2 separate regions of the Mus musculus genome follow, and region 2 is linked to region 1. A link is a contact called in public promoter capture Hi-C data. All regions are on one chromosome and are shown on one strand. Each heading gives the region's core, a stretch centred on a gene start, on an enhancer-like site or on the middle of the called end of the contact. The rest is flanking DNA. Distances are from core to core; before and after follow the strand shown. Region 1 holds the start of Pabpn1 (poly(A) binding protein, nuclear 1). Region 2 has its middle 37 kb from the start of Zfhx2.

The links. Promoter capture Hi-C pulls out the DNA fragments that hold promoters and counts their contacts.
Region 2: a contact with region 1 is called in a promoter capture Hi-C map of hippocampal neurons, with 2.6 times the contacts expected there. The contact joins the enhancer-like site here to the promoter of Pabpn1 in region 1. A contact is called at or near these places in 4 of 39 promoter capture datasets (cranial neural crest, hippocampal neurons, liver and 1 more), 1 of 484 Hi-C or Micro-C datasets (muscle stem cells), 7 of 115 datasets of contacts at active chromatin or transcription factors (the SCID.adh cell line, SST interneurons, embryonic forebrain and 3 more) and 2 of 9 other capture datasets (liver and pancreatic islet).

What each region holds. Positions count from the first base shown.
Region 1 is chr14:54,890,853-54,898,004 of GRCm38.p6, reverse strand. Pabpn1 (poly(A) binding protein, nuclear 1) reads right to left here and starts at 3,862. Exons shown (of 7, transcript NM_019402.2): 1 at 3,511-3,862; 2 at 3,043-3,157; 3 at 2,309-2,376; 4 at 2,082-2,188; 5 at 966-1,053; 6 at 733-884. The coding sequence starts at 3,849. It also overlaps a transcript of Bcl2l2 not described here.
Region 2 is chr14:55,051,690-55,058,841 of GRCm38.p6, reverse strand. No RefSeq gene overlaps it. Among named protein-coding and RNA genes, the nearest start is that of Zfhx2, 37 kb to the left of the region's middle. Within about 2 kb of position 3,466, at least 101 of the 459 cell types and tissues checked have an H3K27ac peak or open chromatin away from gene starts, as enhancers often do. A contact at or near this core is called in SST interneurons, hippocampal neurons and muscle stem cells, where this site is marked.

The DNA.
Region 1 (7,152 bases), core at 2,613-5,112:
AGGAGAGTTAGGTGTTAACAGGGTTACTAAAGAGTTCAGTGCAAGACCCTCCCCATGGGCCCGCAACTGCCCCAGTGACTGAAGGGAGCACCTCAAAAGTGAGGCCTCAATCCAGGAATAACACAAATGGCAAACTGGGGGGCCTTGACATGGGAAACAGGGCAAGGAAATATCCATCTAAGATACTGAGGGACAAGAAAAAGGATCCATTGTTTGTCCAGTGCTCCACAGCACTTAAACCCTATCTGCTAAAAAGGCAGGGTTTATCTTAATGTGGGACTGAAATGCAAGGACAGAAGTAAATGAAGCCCAGCCACACTCTGGAGCCACTAGGCCCCATCAGACAGCTGACCTTGGGAACAGTCCTCCCACGCAGCTGTGGGAGGACCAGCCAGGAGCTGGATCCTTCCACACATGGGAAAAATAACCAAGTCCAAACAGTGCTCTCCCTACCCTGAGGCCTCCTCACAGCTCAGGGCAAATAAACTCTCACTGCCACCAACTCCCAAAAGAAGGCTGAGGGAGGAAACGTCTCAGAACAAATCCACCCTCATCAGTTTCTGTTCAAGAAAACCCAGAACTGGCCTGCCACTATTTCCTTACTCTGCACAAGCAGGACCAAGTCCCTGCAACCAAAGGGAGGACAAGGGAGTAAGGGTCCTCAGGTGAGGAGAGAACGAAGCCTAAGGGCTCATGGGAGGCGGGGAAGAGGAGCAGCCCATCTATCCTGACCTGTAGATTCGACCCCGGGGCCTGCTGTTAAAACCACTGTAGAATCGAGATCGGGAGCTGTTGTAGTTGGTAGTCCGGGCACGGTATCGGGAGCGCGGGAAACCCCGGTCTGTTGTGCTGATGCCTGGTCTGTTGGTTCGTTTGGGAATCACCTGAAAAGGACAGAGAACACAAAGGCTTGGAGTCAAGCCAGAGACTCTGTACAGGACGGATAGCCAGGGCACTATGCTTACCTTGATTTGTCTTCCTCTGAACAGGGACTCATCTAAGGCCAGGGACGTCCTCACTGACTCTTTGTCCGAGAACTCTATATATGCAAACCTGGAAAGAATAATCTGGCCATTTTATCAGACTTTACAAAGAGCTTACAGGTTAAACCCAACTTGTAATACAGTTAACTGGAAGTATAGTATGCTAACATTTTAAAAACTTCTAAACATTATTGAGTATAATGAACAGTTTATAATCCCAGCTTCTCAGTAGGCTGAGACAGGGGAACCTAAGTTCATGGTCTGTGCAAGCTACAGAGCTGCTAAGACCAACCTGGGCCACTTAAGAGAACCCATTTCACAATAAAAAGTTTGAAAAGGTGTGAGTGTATGACATGCCTCAGTAAGAGGACCTGCCTAGCACACATTCTAAGTCCAAAGGTTCAGTCTCCAGTAGCACCAAAATTAAATCAACAAGACCCAGATTTCTATATAGCCATACACAAACAGCTGGTGCTGACTAATGCTGCCCTCCCTTTCTAGTTTACAATCCCACCCCTGCCCAGTCTTTAGTTTATTACCTGGTCTCTGAAGGCATTTAATATACAACTACTGATATATAGAGACACTTAACAGGCAAAACCTACTTGTTTTAATAAGCAATTACTATTCTTTGGGAAATGTTTTTTTTTGGTTTTGTTGTTTTTTTGAGACAGGGTTTCTCTGTGTAACCCTGGCTGTCCTGGAACTCACTTTGTAGACCAGGCTGGCCTCAGAAATCCCTGCCTCTGTCTCCCAAGTGCTGGGATTAAAGGCGTGCACCACCACGCCCAGCTCAAGTTAGGCCAGTCATGGTGGTATAAACCTGAAGTCTAATCCCAGTTTAATTCTGAGTTTAAGGCCAGCCTGGTCTATAGAGGTAATTCCAGTACAGCCAGGGTTAAACAGAGAAACTCTGACTTGAAAACAAAACCAACCGACCACATATATAAGAACCTTTAAAACGAGTTAACACTCTTTTGACTAGATTGACAGCACACATCAGCATGTTCAAGGTCCTAGGTTCGATTCCGAGCTCATGTATTTTTCACGTATTTTTAAAATGTGAGTAAAATGATCTCAACTTATCCTCCTACTTACCCTTTGGGATGGCCACTAAATTTGTCACAGAGTATAGTAACACGGTTGACTGAACCACAGCCATGAAAATGGGCTTCCAGCTCTTCTGCTGTTGCACCATAGTCCACCTAAGGAAAGGAACACTTGACAAGTACTGGGGAAACTCCAATTTGAACACATAACAAAGTAAGGAATAAGAAACAAAAGTCCCCCCCAAAACCCAAAGCAGACTATTCCTTGATACATACATTGCCAACGTAGATAGAGCGGGCATCAGCCTCCATCTTCTCCTCAAGAGACATGATCACTGGGCCAGCTTTTAGAGGGGAAAAAAATTACCTTAGGCAAGCACATCTTCTGCTCGATCAATACACACACACTTCCACCCGCAGGCTAAATTTTGGGTATACTTCTACTATACCAATTACCTATAACAGTGTTTAGCACATAGTAGGTTTCAATATACATTAGAGAAACTACCTCTTAAAAGACCATAAAAAACGGTGTTAAGATTTTACGTTTTTCAAGTCGAGTCTCTATTCAGCTTTAGCTGAAATGCCTCAAAGCAAACAAAACAGAATGGACTGAAATCTAACATTTTTAAAGAACTCCCTCCCTTACAGCCACCAGTCAGTTCCTAAGTCCTAACTAAAGGGTCTCCAACTGAAAAGTGTTAAGACTTGAAGGTCAAATGCCAGCTGATAATCGCCCCAAGAAGGGTACAGACAAACTAAGAACAAAGAGAAACACATTTATAAATGAGACAAAGGAAGGCACAAGACTATCTCTTCACCAAAACGGCTTGTGTCTAACAAAGGTCAGTAGAACACGTAATGGACTATGACCACAGCACCTGCCCAGAAAAAATTGCTCAGACGAGCAGCTTCATTCAAGGTCCCCGGCTTCTGCCACGCTGCAGTCTTCCCCCACTACCCTATCAACCAAAGATCCGGACTGTGCGTGCATGAGGCGATCTACTCACCATTGCCTGGGGGTGGACTCATATTCATCTGCTTCTCTACCTCGTTTTGTAGCTCCTTTAGCTTCTCAGCCTCTTCCTCCATCTCCCTGACTCGAGCTTTGATCGCTTCTAGCTCCTACAATGAATGAGCAGGGCATGCAGTTAACCAGACGCAGGGGCTGTGCCGTACATTTTGTCTGGGCCCGGCCACAGCCGTGCTCGGCCATTTCCCTCGCCTCGTGCGAGGGTCGTGATTGAAATAAAAAATATTATTTAAAAAAAACACGCAGAAAAAATGAAAAGAGTCAATTTACCTTCTCTAGAGCCACCCTAGACACCCATGATGCCCCACCAGGCCGCTCACGAACGGCCTCGGCCCGCCACCAGCCACGTTATTCCCCGCCCAACCCCACCCCCCGCCTGCCTGCCTCCTGTCCGTGCTCTGGGCCTCCCATGACCCGGCCCGCTCGCTCGCCCTCCTCCCCTCACCGGGTCCTCAATGGCGCCGTCGCCGGGGTCGGCCTCAACCAGTCCCGGCTCTTCCTCCTCCTCCTGACTGCCGGGGGCTCCCGAGCCGGGCCCAGGACCCGGAGCTCCCGGAGGGGCGCGGGGCCGGGGCGGCTCCTCTTCGGGCTCGGGCTCCGGCAGCAGCTCCCCAGGCTCCAGCTCCTCAGACTCCAGGCCGTTCCCGTAGTCCCCTGCGCCCCCCGGGTCCCCCTCCCCGGCCTCCCCACCGGCCCCGGGCACAAGATGGCGCCGCCGCCCCGGCCCGGAGCCCCGACCGCCCGCAGCCCCCGCTGCTGCTGCCGCCGCCGCCGCCGCCGCCATCGCCGCTCAGACTGGGGCCCGCCGATCGGCGATTGGAGAACTGAGCCGGCCACGCCGAGGATTCATTAGTCAGTCAGCCTGCCCGTTACCCCGAGCTCGAATACTATTGGGGAATTCTACTTGGCAATCAAACGAGGCCCCACCTCTAAGGCGGGCCACTGTGCCAAATTCTCTAAACCCGGTAGGTGAAATATGCCTGTCAATCAACACACCCCACCTCCTGTTGAGTCCTTAGGTAACAATACGCCCGCACTGTGACGACCTTCCGTTCATCCTCCACCCATGGGCGGGCCCACAACATGGAGGATGCTCCGCAATTGGCCTCTGACTGGTGAGGCGAAAAGGACCAATCTTCCAAACGCCTCACCGAAGTGGCCCATTCTTGGATGCCGATTGGCTTATGGGATTCGACGGGCAGACACCCGTTGTGCGACAGGTGAACCTTGCTCTCGAAAGGATGGCCTGGCTTAAAACTAGGGAATTCCTAGGCGGAGTGTGGTGGCGTACGCCTTTAATACCAGCGCTCAGAAAGCGGAGGCAAGTAGATTTCTGTGAGTTCAAAACTAGACTACTTACAGAATGAGTTCCCAGGCCAGTCAACACTACATAGAAAAGTAACCTCAAAAATAAAAAAAAAGTAAGGATCAGCAAACCTCACTCCCACTAGGAGTTGTGTCCCGTTGTTCTGCATAGGTTATTGTTTTAGACTAAGATTCAGCCAGTTTTCTTGCCTAACTTATTACAACACCCTCTTTTTCTTGGCCAGCTGACGTGTCAAAAATTCCTTACTTAGGGCTAGTTTGCAAGTATGGTCTCCACACTTTCCCCGGTTTACCCGAGGTTCACAGCTTTAGTCCCATATGTGCAGTTTCTCCTAAACCAGACCACCTCAGTGAGAATGCCTTCCACCAGGTTTCCCATTTTATCTTGAGACAAGTGGGCCTATTTCCACTGCACTCTTAACCGTTCTGTGCTCCTTCCTAGCTAAGCAGAGTGCCCGCAGACAAGGGGCCAAGTCCTGTTTATATTTCTATCCGCAAATTTGTGTGATTATTGGGTGACTGCAACTTCTAGGTGTAATTTCCTAGCTTCCAAACCACTTTGAAGACCACTGGGGGAAATTCTCCATGCAAATTCTCAAGACAGCTCTGCACCTTCAAATAACCATGAGATCTGGCCCTGGAGACGATAGTATGATACCCACACTCCAGAAGAAATTCCACACATTTATAAAAATTAAAGAACAGTAGTGCTAAATCTGCAAGAGGACGGACTTTTTGTAGACAGACCAAACTACAAGTCTGAGGGATAGATTCATACAAGCACAATCAAAATGGCTAACTTGGTCGCACCAGGGGAGTGGGGCAAAAGCAAAGTCGGAAGCACAGCTGATTGACCCCACAGTTGCAGGCCTTACCTCAGAAGCTTGGGAGCTGGAAGCAGAGTCGCACTCTTGCTGCGGATCCATCTGAACTGAAGTTGATCACCGAAGTCAGGCACCAAATGCGTTCCAAAGAACCTTACACCGATTCCAGCCAATTCAAAATCTGAAGGGTTTGCTGGCACCCAATTTAAGCAAGGTTAACTAAGGGAAATGTGATTACCAAATGCCTTCGTGTGATGATGGTGGTGTTTGGAGACAGGATCTAACTGACTGACTGACTGGCCTGAAACTCAATTTATAGTTTAGGCTGACCTAATCTCACACAGACCCCACCTACCTCTACTCCCTAAACCCTGGGAATAAAGGTGTGTGCTGCCACACCCATCTGTTAAATAACCTTTGCAAAACCATATTCCCCTAAATCCTTTAGATTGAATTTTGTTGTTTGATACAGGATCTCTGTGTAGCCCTGGCTTTCCTTGATCTCTCTCTGTAGACCAGCCTGGCTTTAAACTCCCAAATGCTGGGATTAAAGGCATGCGCCACCACCATTGCCCGGCTGTGTGTTTTTTTGTTTGGTTGGTTTTTTTGTTTTTTTTTTGTTTTTGTTTTTGTTTTGAGACAGGGCTGTATTATATAGTCTGGCCTTACACCTGAGATCCTCCTACCCGAGGAGCATGCTGAGGTTATTATTTTCCTCTCAGCATTGTGATACACATGTGTAATCTTAGCACCTGAGAAGCTGAAGCAGAAAAACAACCAGGAGTCCCAGGCCAGTCTGCACAGTGAGTAACTAGAGTCACACGCCTTTAATCCCAGCACTGGGAGGCAGAGGCAAGTGGATCTCTGTGAGTTTGAGGCCAGCTGGTCTATAGGTTGGGTTTCAGGACAGCCAGGCCACAGAGAAACCTTGTCTCAAAAGCCACAGCTCTTGATATTCTTACAGAGGAGCTGAGTTCAGCTCTCTGCACCTACATGCTCACTCCACCCGTAACTTCAGCTCTATCGAATCCAACACCTTCTGGCCTCCACAGGTACTAACACACATGCACATACTCTCTCCCACACACGTATACATTTTTAAAATCTTTAAAAAACAAAATATCCCACAGAGCTAGGTGTGATAACATAACAGACTCCTGAATTCCTAACACTTGGGGGGTGGGGAAGCAGAAGCATCAGGAGTTCGAGGCCAGCCTCACTTATATAGGAAAGCTGAGGCTAGCCTGGGCTACATGAGACCCTGTCTCAAAAAAAAAAAAAAAAAAAAAAACGGGGGGGGGGCTGGGCCCAGAGACAGGTTGAGTTCAAGGTCAGCCTTATCTACATAGTGTGTTTCAGGACATAGTGAGCTACATAGCTACAGAGTAAGATCCTATGGCTTCTGACCTCCAAATGCTAGGATTAAAGGCTCTCTCAATTTTTAATGAGGCCCCTAGAAAAATGTAAAACTCTTTTTGTGACTTGCATTATATTTCACTGGTCAGTGATGACATATGACTTGAAGCCTTATGCTATTTTGAAAGACTTACTACTTTTCTATGTATGTATATGTGTGTTTGTGTGAATTTATGTGTAGCACTGACATGGAGGCGCCCACAGAAGCCAAAGGGTATCAGATTCCAGGGAACTGGAGTACAGGTAGCTGTGAGCTGTTCTATGGGTGCTGAGATGTGAACCAGGTCCTCTGTAAGAGCAGTAAGCACTCATAATGCTGAGCTATCTGTCCAGCCTTTCGAGTCTCTTTTAGAAAAGATCCTGGTATCTTCTGATGTGGTCCATCCTAGCTTGCAGTAACTTCCTAGCTCAGACCTTGTACAGAAGTGAGGTAGTATTTAAATGTGAAAGGGCTTCTACCAGGCTGCTTCATTTCAGCTTTGACTGGATAACTTTTAAAACATATTATTTCTGTATGGGTC
Region 2 (7,152 bases), core at 2,217-4,716, 160 kb before region 1:
GAGTACTACAGCAGCAGTTACTACCAAATAAGGACAGTGGAGCCAGGAGCAAAGTGTAGATACAATACGAAAGGATGAAATAAAGAAACACTGAAAGAGGACATTTAGGGAAAGCTGGGCCAATGTCTGCCAAGTTTAAAGGAGAAAAGAACAACACCAGGAGTATGATTCTCTTTGGAGAGTCTACAACTCTTATGGAACTAGTGATCAAATCCAGGGTCCCATAGACACTAAGCAAGAGCTCTGCCACAAAGCCACGGCCTCAGTTCCACACATTACCACCTTTGATATATAAAATCACGTAGACTAAGCCAGACTCGAACTGTCTGTATAACACAGGATGATCTTGAACTCTAGGTCTTCTGGCCTCCATGTTCTGATTGCTGAAATTACAGGCATGATTTTTGTTTGTTTGTTTGTTTTTCAAGACAGGGTTTCTCAGTGTAGCCTTGTCTATCCTGGAAGTAGCCAACAGACCAGGCTGGCCTCAAACTGTAGACCGCCTGCTTCTGCCTCCCCAAGTGCTAGGATTAAAGGCTTTTGCCACCACTGCCCAGCTCAATTCATTCTTTGAGACAGGGTCTGAACTTGCTCTGTAGTGCAAACAGCTCTTAAGCTTAAGATCGTCCTGCCTCAGCCTCCTGAGCAGCTGAGGTTACAAGCCTGTGCCACTAAACCCAAGTAAAGACATTATACTTCCCAAAAGCATAACATCGAGTGACAAAATTAGAGCTCAATTGTGTGACCACCCTGTGACCTTCCTTGATACAGAAGGACCCAGCTAATCCTCTAACCAAAACACCAAACCAAAATGGAGTTGATAGCTTTATTCCCTGCCAGTATGAGATGGGTTGCCTGCAATTCCCCAGTGACAGACAGGTGTCTGGCTAGAAGTTAGTAGACACGCAGCCTGGGTGATTATAAGTAGGACAGAAAGAAGATGAACCTGTCCAAGAGTGGGGAGAGTGGAGGCAGCAATACAGCCTTATCCAGCCATACATACAGTCTTGTCAACCCCATGGCTAACATACAGATATGAGTGGTCAGCAGAGGCTCACAGATGTTGCCCCGCATCTATAACTCCATAGTCCTTTTCTCATAATGACAAACCCTGCACAATATCTTCTCCACTGACCTTGAAGAATACTGGACATATCCCACCAAACAACTCAAACCTCAGCAGCGAATCTATCTACAGATTCTGGGGTGTTTGCCAATCCTGCCATGGGTCCTGCCCTGCACACTGATGACTCTTGCTTCACAACCCAGGTCTCCAAAAGACAGATGAGTAAGATCTATCTCTCTATCACCACAAAATCCATGTAGATCTCGCAGAGACATGGAGGACATCGAGTGAGCAACACTTTTAAACTCATGGTTCTCCACAGGAAGGTTTCAGAAACATATGGCAGCCAACAATTGGAACTAGGGGGAGAAGGAAGTGGGACTTTGAAGATGCTATCGAGGAAGGGCCTCTGTGATAACTACTGTCCATTACAGTCACCATTCTAGCAGGTTACATGTGCCTAACTGGACCTCACGACCCCACGCCTTTTACCAACTGCCCTCACTTAACACACACACACATTAATCCCACAACATATATATCATCACTGTGACATGAAGGTGGTCAAGAAACAACAAAGAGAAGGAAAATTCCTATGAGACTGACTGCCCTACAAGATCAATACCATACTATAGAACAGGCTGTCCCAAAGTTTGCCCACCTGTATCATGATTTCCCGAATGTTTATAATGTATCCTAAGATACATCTAGTGGAAAAAAACCCATAATTCCAATTTCTAGAGACAGGAGGTTCACACATTCAAGATAGCCTGGGCTACAGAGTCAGCTCAAGGCCAGCCTTGAACATAGCAAGACCCCATCTCAAAATAACAGCAAAAAGGGGACATAACTCAGAGTGTTTGCCTGTCATGCACAAGTCCTTGAATCTATTCCTAGTACCGCAAATAGTAATTAATTAAATATACGTTTCTGAACCACACTCTACACCAAGTGAATCAGAAACTCCCGCTGAAATGATCTATGCTATTGACTGACAGCTATTGTCCTAACAAGCTCAGCCCCCAGTATCTCTCTGTGACCTGTCCCAGCTCTCTAGTCCCTAGGACCTACAGCAGACACTCCCACACAGCCACTAGCTTCACTTTGGACTTTTTTGTCTCTTTAGAGCTGAGGTTTGAACCCAAGACTTCACACATGCTAGGCAAGTGCTCTGCCACTAAGCTATACCCAAACCAAATGTTTTGGGTTTCTTTCCTCCTCAGATGTAGCATCTTCATGACCTTGACACACTTTTAAGCTTCCAACCTACTAGAATCTGATGGTATCATGTGTTTATAGTGGCTTTTATCTAACAGAAAACAGTTCTTAAACACTATCCACTTACCATGTTGACTGAAGACCTCCTGTTTTCTTTTCTCCTGGGGAAATTTTGCCTCTTCTGAAGTTGTCATCTGCCTCCAGAGATGTTGACATCAGAACTCCCCCCAGCCCAGGGCAGCTCTGCCCTGCACAGGTAGCAAAGCCCTGCTTACTTCTCATGAACTGGCCTTATCTCTGAGAGCCATCCCCTTTGACTTTACCCAAAGCCAAATTTTCCTTCAGATCTTCCAGGCTGATGGCTAACAACCTCTGCCTACCAGGAATGAGGGAAGTCCAGTGCTACCGAAGTCTTGCAGAGGGCAGCTTGAGGTTAAATTGTTCGGGGGCTGGTGTATGTCATCACAGATAACGGAGAGTGTCCTCCACAGAGTCATCTTCTCTCCCACTGCCATTGTTGGGCCATGGTCCTCCCTTCCAAGAGTAGATTTCAAAGACAGAAATTAATCCAGTCCTATTTGGTGTGCCATTGAGAAATCTCTAAACATAAACTCTTAGCGTCTTTGTATAAGTCCCAGATGCCTTTGTCTTCCCGCCACCACCACCACCACACCTCTCTCCACTTCTAGAGTGCCTCTTATCCTTCTAGGACCGTTTTAAACAAAAGGACAAGGAACCAATTCATCTCAACCATGAGAGAGCAGGAAATACATATGTAAGGCCTAGCCCACTCCCTACCAGTGAAGCCCAAGGGGCAGCATAGCTGCCAAGCCTTTCCCCAGGCCTTTTTCACACTCTGGTGTCTTTCTGCCCTAACTGCAGAGAGAAGTACACGCCCACTGTGGCTGTGAATGGCGTCCTTATCCCTCCTTACTCTAGATGGCTTTTGCATGGCTGCTCAAACAGTGTGGTGCCCACTCAACCCCCTTATTGGAATTAGTCAAGGGAGGAGTTGAGGGTCCAGTTTGGAGAAGAGCAGAGGGGAGATGTTCTAGTGAATACTGGCTTTATTCCCTCTGTGAAGGGCAGCGTCATGTGCCACTTTACAACACGGAGCTCCACCCAGCGCATGTGCCCATGACCCCTCTCCCTCATTGCCGCCAAGCGGTATCATGAGCAACTTTCGAGGCTTTGGGTTTGCCGCAGTGCCAGAATCTGAGTCACTGGTCACATGCCAGCACAACACTGCCAAGTGTGGCGGCATCTACTTGGTTGGGTGCCAAGCAGAAGGACCCAGATGGTGATGATGAAAGGGGGGAGGCAAAAGAAAGGCGGGGGAGGAGAGGGAGGCACCAGGGAGAAAAAAATCAGCCACACTTGTAAGAGTGGACAGTACAAACAGGATCCACAAAAGGGGACCCTTCCCGTTTCACAGCTCAGCTTCACACGCAGCCCCTTCCCTCCCCCAACACCTGCAATGCTGGGGACATACAGACCAGGCTAGAGGGTACGGCCATCTTCAGTGGGGAAATGACTGGAGGCCAGGAGGACGGTCAGGGCTCTCCATTCTTCATCCTTGGGGTCTTAGTCATGGCCTGCTTCCTCCATTGTATCCTTGTGCGGTACTCCATCTGTCCTTCATCTCTCCATGCCTAAGAAGTGATGAGAAGGAGGACCTGGCAGGGAAAAAAAAAAAAAAAAACAGTCTATTCTCCCAAATGAAACACCCTTCATCTTCACTATCTAACTCCTGGCAGGACAGCCTTCCCAACCACATTGAGAGGGTCACTGTCACCCTTCCCAATCCACACAACACCACAGCCATGCCAGGCTCCATGGGCAGCACCACTTTCCCTGTTGTCTTCTTCAGTGTTCTCTCACAAAAAGGCCCCACGGCCAGCCCAGACGAGTCCTCCCTGGGTAGTAGTGGCACAGTCCCTCCTCCTACCCCTTCCAGTTTTTCCTGGCACTTCCCCATCTACTCTCTCCACTCTCAGACAGGAGCAGAGGTAACTCCTTCCTTCTCCACACACTTCTCAGAGCCCTAGGGGGGCAGCGGCATCAGCAGCCAGTCCTTCCTTCCTCTCTACCTCCTCGTCCCCTTAGTTCCTGTAACCCCAGACCTGGCACAAGCCTACAGTTGTGATGCCAACAGCTCTTGTGTGCCGCATCTTCCCCCCAGAGCACAAGGACTCCTGTCGCTGCCCCCTCCACTTGTCCCCTCCCATCTCCATGGGCACAAGGGTGGCAGCTGCAGTGCCAATGCCTGCAACCATACAGCATGAAGCAACTCGTGCACCCTCTTCTCCCCTCCGAGGCCCCGCGCTTCTCCCTCTTTATTCCACTCCATCCTTCTGTCCTTCTAGTTGGATGCTACAGTGGCAACCACAATGCCAACCCCCACCCATGCCCAGGAGGCTCACATACAACACATGCGTATGCGTACATGTACATGCGCGCGCACACACACACATACACACACGGCCCCATGAGTGCCAGGCAGCGGTGGCAGACACACAGCAACGCAGTGACTGGTACCCGAGGAGGCAGCCAGATTCGGCACCTGATCCAGCACCCATTTGGGATTGGGTGGTAGGCAGGCAGGCGAAGGGGTGATGGAGGCAGGCGATGGCCTTAGGTTGGCAGCCGATGGAGCTAGGAGAATGGAGGGAACAGATGCTCTTTGCCCAGCCTCCCTCCCTCTCTCTCCCTGAGATCAGTGCCAAGCTGGGGGGATGGGGAGAGGGGAAGATGGGGGAAGGGTGGCATTTGGAGAGCTGGCAGGCGGGGGAAGCTGGGTCCGCCCAAGCTGGGCAGTGCCGGCACTGGCTGCCGCCTCTCCACTCTGCCATCTGTCTCGCTTCTCTCCCCACCCCCTTTCTCTCTTTCTCTTTCTCTTTTTCTCTCTTTCTCCTTCATCCATAGTGAAATGAAAAGAGGAAGACAGAGTCCTCATTCCACCCATCCCAACCTCTGTACCACCCCCGTCTTTCTCCCCACAACTCACCATACCATACCATCACCAAGTCATCTGTGCTCTCTCCTTCTGGCTCGGTCACCTTCTTTCACTCGCCTTCACCCTCATGCCAAAACAGGTGCAATTTAAATATATATATATATATATATATATATGTATATATATATATGTACATTTTATAAATATGTGTATGTATATATACACACACACACACACACACACACACATATATATATATACATTAAAAGGCAACTTAAAATGAAAACTATTTTCTTTGGAATGCCCTGTTCTTCAGAGTCTAGGTCCTCGGTGCCAATATTTATGTGGCAGGCAGAGGGAGGGGACCCTGTCCTCAGCTGGTGCCCATGAATCCCATGCCAGGGAGGAGGGGTGGCTGGGGTGGGGCGGGGGTGGGGTGGGGTACCGGGAGAGCTTTCTTCTTTCTGCGCCTCTGGTTGTTTCTTTCTTTCTTTCTTTCTTTCTTTCTTTCTTTCTTTCTTTCTTTCTTTCTTTCTTTCTTTCTTTCTTTCTTTCTTTCTTTTTTTTTTCGTACTCTTCCACTTCCGGAGTAGATTCAAATAGATCTAGAGTCCTCCCCACCCCCAGCCCCCCCAGCCCCCCAGCCCTGGTCCCCACCCCAGCCCCTCAGCCCTGGTTCCTAGGGCCCCTGCATCCTTCTCGCCCCGCTTTTGATTTTATTCCTCGATCACCCTTTCCGGTTTTGTGTGTGTACGTGTGCGTGCGTGCAAGTGTGCTTGCATCCATGGCAGTGGGCACCGTGCCAACCACCACACTGCCATCTGCGATGCCTTCTGCAGCCTTGGCTACTTCTCTCTGCCACCTTCAGCTCGCACCCCCCACACCCCTCCCAGCATCCTGGCTCCCCACCTCCAGTCCCCAATCATTAATTAGCTACTGAATTAATTAAATCGTGAATGCTAATTAACATTCCTACAGGGCAGGCTGCCAGGCTGGGGGCAGAGGGAATGGAAAGGCAAGGGGAGATCTGGAGGCAGAGAGGGAGCCTGTCTGCTTAGAACAGAGGAGACAGGAGGAACCCAAAGGAGGGATGAAGGAGAAAGAAGGCAAGGTGGTGAAGACAGGGCAGAGCTGCAGGTAGAGGGACTGGCATGGAGATGGGGTGTTAGACACGGAGATGCAAGTGAATGACACTCCTTCCTACACAAGTGAGATGACACCCATTGTCAACACACTAACCTCTGTCCCAACCACAGGCCAGCTCAGAGCCTCGCACAAGGGACTCTGACAGTGGCATAGCTCAGTGGATAAATGTGCTTGCTGCCAAACAGAACAAGAAGGGTTCAGTCTCTGAGAACCATGGGGTGATAGGAGAGAATGGACCCCAGCAAGTGTCCTTTGGCCTCCATGTGTACACCACAACATATGTGCCCATGTGCATGTGCGCATGCACACACGCATAAATAAATGTAATATAACAAAGGAAAGAAAAGGATGCACGGTGGTGGCATGTGCCACTCAGCACTTGGGAGGCAGAGGCAGGAGAATCTCTGAGTTCAAGGCCAGCTTGGATTACAGAGCAAATTCCAGGACAGCCAAGACAGAGAAACCCTGTCTTGAAAAACCAAAAAAATAATACAAAGGGAAAAAAAAGGAAGGAAGAAAAGAAGGAAGGAAAAAAGGAAGGAAGGAAGGAAGGAAGGAAGGAAGGAAGGAAGGAAGGAAGGAAGGAAGGAAAGAAGGAAGGAGAAAGGGGGGGGTTCAAATCAGTATCAAGAGCTACGATGTGTCTGCCTGACATTGACCCTCAGACCTGATCAGAAGAAAGTCCTGGGCTCCACAAGGCCTGTGTCGTCCTCTTCTGGCTGCCATAGGCACCAGGCATACACATGGTGCACATACACACATGCAG